Linked DNA regions of Mus musculus: region 2 is linked to region 1. Evidence: chromatin contacts called from public promoter capture Hi-C data. All regions are on one chromosome and are shown on one strand. The core of a region is the stretch at or near the end of the contact, and the rest is flanking DNA. Distances in the headings are between cores, read along the strand shown. Region 1 overlaps Abhd2 (abhydrolase domain containing 2). Region 2 overlaps Rlbp1 (retinaldehyde binding protein 1).

What was found. Capture Hi-C pulls out chosen DNA fragments and counts their contacts.
Region 2: a promoter capture Hi-C map of liver shows a contact between it and region 1. The contact joins two enhancer-like sites. A contact is called at or near these places in 4 of 115 datasets of contacts at active chromatin or transcription factors (effector CD8 T cells, embryonic stem cells and oligodendrocyte precursor cells) and 3 of 9 other capture datasets (adipose tissue, liver and pancreatic islet).

What each region holds. Positions count from the first base shown.
Region 1 is chr7:79,293,149-79,296,014 of GRCm38.p6, forward strand. Abhd2 (abhydrolase domain containing 2) reads left to right here. Exons shown (of 11, transcript NM_018811.6): 2 at 1,360-1,459. Among named protein-coding and RNA genes, the nearest start is that of Gm39041, 4.4 kb to the right of the region's middle. Within about 2 kb of position 1,448, at least 44 of the 459 cell types and tissues checked have an H3K27ac peak or open chromatin away from gene starts, as enhancers often do. A contact at or near this core is called in liver, where this site is marked.
Region 2 is chr7:79,375,297-79,378,162 of GRCm38.p6, forward strand. Rlbp1 (retinaldehyde binding protein 1) reads right to left here. Exons shown (of 9, transcript NM_001173483.1): 7 at 1,931-2,089; 8 at 601-711; 9 at 1-422. The coding sequence ends at 264. Among named protein-coding and RNA genes, the nearest start is that of Rlbp1, 10 kb to the right of the region's middle. Within about 2 kb of position 1,370, at least 12 of the 459 cell types and tissues checked have an H3K27ac peak or open chromatin away from gene starts, as enhancers often do. A contact at or near this core is called in liver, where this site is marked.

The DNA.
Region 1 (2,866 bases), core at 198-2,697:
CTCTCCTTCCTCCCTGCTTCCTCCTTCCCTCCCCTCCCCTCCCTCCCTCCCCCTCCCTTCCTCCCCCTTCCTTCCTCCCCCTCCCTTCCTTCCTTCCTTCCTTCCTTCCTTCCTTCCTTCCTTCCTTCCTTCCTTCCTTCCTTGTGGTACCAAGCATTGCACCCAATGCCTTGCACCTTTTAGAAGTGTCCTACCATTGGGTTCCACCCCCAACTCTTAAGCCTTTTCTCTAGCAACAAAAATAGTTAAAAGTCATTGTGAACTTTGAAAAATATATGAAAACACTCTGAGAAGTAGCAATTTAAATATCTTGCACCTAGAGTTGACCCTTCTAGCATCACAGAGATGTAGGTATATAGTATTTCTGTATGTGTCATTGGAAATTGTATAGTAAAAGCATCCATAAATAATGGTGGTGTAAACTCTTCTTTTACATAAAAGAAATTCTGACACAGGGGACCTAGGTCTCACCGCCACTACCAAAGTCAGGCAAAGCTAACACCAGGCCGTGGGGCAGCAGCAGCTTAAATCTGGGCTGAGCCTTGTTTTCATCCTGCTGCTGAGCTCAGGTGGCCTGTGATGTGGCTGGGGACACTGCTCTGCAGTTCCTGCCTCACTGCACCCTGGCCCCTGGGGCTCGTTCGAACTATGGAAAGCTCATACAGATTTGAGGTAGAGCAGGATCGCAGTGAGGGGTAGTTGAGCCTCTCTTTCAGCGGCCTTTCATCTTAAGTCATTGAAGTGTGGTGAATCGGAAACAAATGGAGCTTGAACCCAGCACATACGCCTGTACACCTGTCACTCGGGGCCAGCCTCTGGGGTCTTCTGTTTGTCCTCCATACTGCTCCTGACTTTGCTTTTTCTCCATGTCTTTCTCGCTCTGAAGACTTCTCAGTTAGGTCAGTGGTCACAGCGATGACACCTATCCTGTCAGCACTGCTACAGAGCAGGTCATGGGACAAAGGGTAAAAGCAGCTAGAGTTTGCTGTAGTCAGAAGAAATCTTTCTCCAGCACCAGTGAGCACTGCGGGGCTGAGGGCCCACACAGCCCCCCAGAGCCAGTTTGTGAGAGCGTCCGAGACCATGGCAGACACATGAATTAAAGAAATCGCCCTTTCCTTAAAGACTTTAAGTGCAGAGAAGGAAAGGTAGACTGATCATGTTCTCATTAAAATAGGTTCTTGGCCAGGCATGATGGCACATGCCCTAATGCCAGAGCTTGGGGGGTGGGGGTAGGTAAGAGGAGTGCCATGAGTTCAACACCCGTTAGGGCTGCTACGGAGACTCTGTCTCCGAACAACAAAAAGAAAGGGTTCTTTCTCCTCCTGTAAAACCTCACCCGAATCCCATTCTTTTTAGCTTTTAGGTTAATTTGAATATAAGATCAGATCTGATTGGCCCACCTGGACACCCCTTCAAGGAAAGCCCGTATTCTCCGAGAGAGGAATAAGCGACATAGGTATGTACTTCAGAGACTCGCTCTCGCCTTTGTTTCACCTCCCATGTGTTACAGCAAACAATGCCTGTGTGGGAAGGAGCTTTCGATGAGTTGCTAGACTTGAGCAGCAAGGAGACTGGGAGAACCAGCATGGCCGGCCTCTGTTCTCGCTCCCACAAGGACAGAGAGACATGTAAAGGTTACTTCCATTTCACCAGCACGGAAGTCAGGGACGCTGTGGGATCTCCTGTAGATTGTTCACTTCTGCTTTTCTTTCAAGCCACGGTTTCAGGGATGGTCATGGTGATGCACACCATTAATCCCAGCCCTCGGGAGACAGAGGCAGGTGGATTTCTGAGTTTAAGACCAGCCTGGTCTACAGAGTGAGTTCCAGGACAGCCAGGGCTACACAGAGAAACCCTGTCTCAGAAACACTACCACCAGCAGCAGCAAAACCAAAAGAAACCCAAAATTAGGTCAGAGATGTTGTCTTTTAAATTTATTATTATTATTTTATTATTAAGGGATTCATGTGTTCCCAGCTGGCCTTGAGTGTGGCTATGTAGTGGAGGGCAACCTTAACTTTTAAAGCTTTTTAAAAAGCATTTCTTTTATGTGTGGCTGTGTTCATGGCACAGCGCATGTGTGGAAGTCAGGGGCCAACTTGCTGGTGACGGTCATTTTCCTCTTTCCATGCGGGTTCTGGGAATCAAACTCAGGTCATTAGGCTTGGCAGCAAGCGCCTTTACTCACTGAACCATCTTGCCAGCCCTCTGGGAAGTTTACAGAACGCTGTGTAAGAGGCTGTGGCCTTTGATCTGTTTCTCACCAGACTGGAGATCTTGCCAGAGATTTCCCAAAACGTTTTTGGTCCTGTGTCTGTGTCACCTTAGAGGAGTCTCCAAGGCCCCTCTGGAGTTTCTTTAGGTGTCCGGAGCCTTCAGTCTATTATACACATTTTGGAGATTTTTTTTCACCCTGCCCGGTTCGTCTCCATCATTGGCTGCCAGGGTTCTCGTAACTGTTTTTAGCAGCGGCTAGTTGAAATCATTCCAGAGAAAGCAGTTACCATAGTTACCGGAGCTATGAGAATTGCATTTTCTCTTTTTGTTAGTTTTGTGCTAACCTTCCCCCCATTTCATTGTGAGACAGGATGTCATATGGCTCAGGCTGGCCTTGAACTCCCGATCCAGGTGTATGACCATGCCTGGCTGGTTAGCCTAATTCTTAAGGCCACAGCTGATGTTAGGAAAATACTAGATGGTGTTGTTGATGTTTGGTTTTATGTGTCTGAAATGGTGTGTGTATGCTTTGTATACAAGAGAGTGCTTACCTTCAAAAGTGAAGTATTAAGACAGTTTGCGGAGGGAACTGCAACCCTATAGGTGGAACAACAATATGAACTAACCAGTACCCGGGAGCTCTTGT
Region 2 (2,866 bases), core at 120-2,619, 82 kb after region 1:
AAATCCAACTTCTCTCAGAGTCACTGCCCTGTAACTGCAGAGGCAGGTGGGAATTTAACTGCCCCACATATCTCCCGATGAAAGGCATTCCCCTGCCTCACTGCCCTCTAGGTCGGTTTGGGATGAGGTGCCACTAGAGCGTTCCTAAACCTAGGGAAGTCTGGGAAAACAGTCCCTTCAGGCATTCCTGTCCCCGGACTTGGGTTCAGGAAAGCTGAAGAAGGACTGGGATGCTAATACGGATCCCATGGCAGGGCATCTCCTCATAAGGCTGTGTTCTCAACTTCAGCCCGGGGACCAAAGAGCTGCTCAGCAACAACTTTGCCGTCGTACTTGGGCAGTGTACCCCCAAAGTCAGCAGGCAGGATGTTCTCATCAATCTCCTGGAAGAAGCCATCCAGGTCATCTCCGTGAACAAAGACCTGCAGAGAAGGGAGCAGGGCAACTGAGCAGAAGGATGGGGGAGGGGAGACCAAGGCACAGCCTCCCATCTTTGTCACGTGACGTCTCTCTCTACAGCCTCCTTGTGGTGCTGTCCAGGATTATTCACCCAAATTGGGATCAGTCTTTGGAAAGGTTGGGAGGCAGCCACACACTCACCCTCTGTAGCAGCTTGTTCTTCAAGAAGGGCTTGACCACATTATAGGTGGTGGTGAAGTACCATGGCTGGTGGATGAAGTGGATAGCTTTGAACCTGGCTGGGAATGAATCCTGCAGTGACAGAGAGATTCCCCCCAGCCCCATCACCCCAATGGTCTCAAAGGCTCCTACTCACTAACACATACACACACACACACACACACACACACACACACACACACACATGCACATACACATGCGTACACACACACACGTTCTCACAGTCTCTCCTCATGGAGCGAGGACTGACTTGTCTAGCACCACATGTAGCCCATCCTAGGGCCAGCCACCAGAGAACCTTGGCTTCATTTTTGGATCCAAGGTACAGAGAAGATACTGTGCAAGTAATACAACCTAAAGCTGTCCCATGATGAAAAACAAAAACAAAAATGAAATCTTAGAATTAGTTTTTTTTTTTAAAGAGAATGAAATGTTACCCTTTCTTTGGTTATTTGGTGATTGTATGTATATGGTGGTGTATTTACATGTGTGTGTGTGTGTGTGTGTGTGTGTGTGTGTGTGTATGTGTGTGTGTGTGTTGATATTGTTTGGTTTTTTTTGAGACAGGGTCTCGTGTGTATTCAAAGCTGGCCTTATGATATGATTGACTTATGACTTTGAACTTCTAATCCTCCTGCCTCTTCCTTCTGAGTGCTAGGATTATAGGCATGTGCCATACTGGCCAGTGCTGGAGAGGAAACTCAGAGCTCTGTGTATGCTAGCGAAGCACTCTACCAACTGAGAAGTGTCCTCAGCCTGGGGACTGGGTTGTTTTCAAACCACTTGTCCACTGGGTGGACTTCAAACCATTGTAAACTATTAGGACATCATGGTCAGGCCTCCCCATTTCCCAATCCACATGCAAATAGAAGGTAGCTCGAAGAACAGCCGGTGGGGTGGGGATGGGGGGTGGGGGGAATACCAGCATATAAAGGAATCAGAGGGGGCTGAGAGATTTCTTCCTCAGGATAAGCACTCAAGCAAAAAGAGGCAGCAGGATATACATGGGCAAACAGCCTGAGGTTGCAGACTGATTCTGCCACTTTATCTGTGTATGAACTTGCAAAGTCACTTAATCTTTGTTCCTCGTTTCTGGGTTTGTAAGACGGAGCAGAAGATATGGGCTAGACAATGAAACCAGGCTCTATTGCCGGGCAAGAGTTTGTGGCTGAGATACGTTATGGTTGTTGCTGCTCTGGATGACGCTAGATTGTCAGAGGTCCCTTCCTGCATCATGAAACTGAGAAGTTAGGCCAAGCCTCCCTGCCTGTGAGAAGTTCTGAGGCCTCACCTGGAGCATGTCCACCATCTTCTTGAGATCCGAGGGGCGGAGCCCTGCTGCCTGCTGCATGGTGAAGCCCTTGAAGTTCTCAACAATACAGAAGCCGTTGATTTGGGTTTCCTCATTTTCCAGCAGTTTCTCCAAAATGAAACAATATGCCTGTAAGATCTAGAAGCACAGAGGTCAGGCATGTGGCTTGGTCATAAGGCTCTAGAGTGGACACCCAGCATCAGAGAGCTAGAAGCTCAGCAAGCGGGGTTTAAGATCCAACCCAGGGAGATGATTCCACCTCAGGGTCCTGAGTGGAGAGCCTGCTAGCACATTCCTCACTGCAGAGGTGTCCATGTAGGACTTCCTCCTCACTGAATACATGCCAATACAATAACCCTGAATGTCACATTCATGAGTTTATCCCAGCGCTCTTACATCCAGCACCTGGTGAGAAAGGAAGGAAATAAGGGAAGCTTTAAGCTGTGGACTACTGGGAACACTGAAAGTGATGTCAAAGATTAACAACATGGGGAACTCATTCTCCGTGAAGTTTAATGCCCTTGATGGGTTTGGTTGTTTGTTGGTGCAGGAAATCAACAGTAGAGTCTTAGCATGCTAGACAAGCATTTACCACTGAGTTCTATCTCCTTTCCTTTCCTTTCCTTTCCTTTCCTTTCCTTTCCTTTCCTTTCCTTTCCTTTCCTTTCCTTTCCTTTCCTTTCCTTTCCTTTCCTTTCCTTTTTTCGAGAAAGGGTTTCTCTGTGTAGCCCTGGCTGTCCTGGAACTCACTCTGTAGACCAGGTTGGCCTCGAACTCAGAAATCCGCCTGCCTCTGCCTCTCAAGTGCTGGGATTAAAGGCGTGTGCCACCACTGCTCAGCTTCTTCTTCTTTTTTTTTTTTTTTAAGGGTCTTATTTTATAGCTTAGACTGGCCTTGAAAACTGTTCAGCTGGC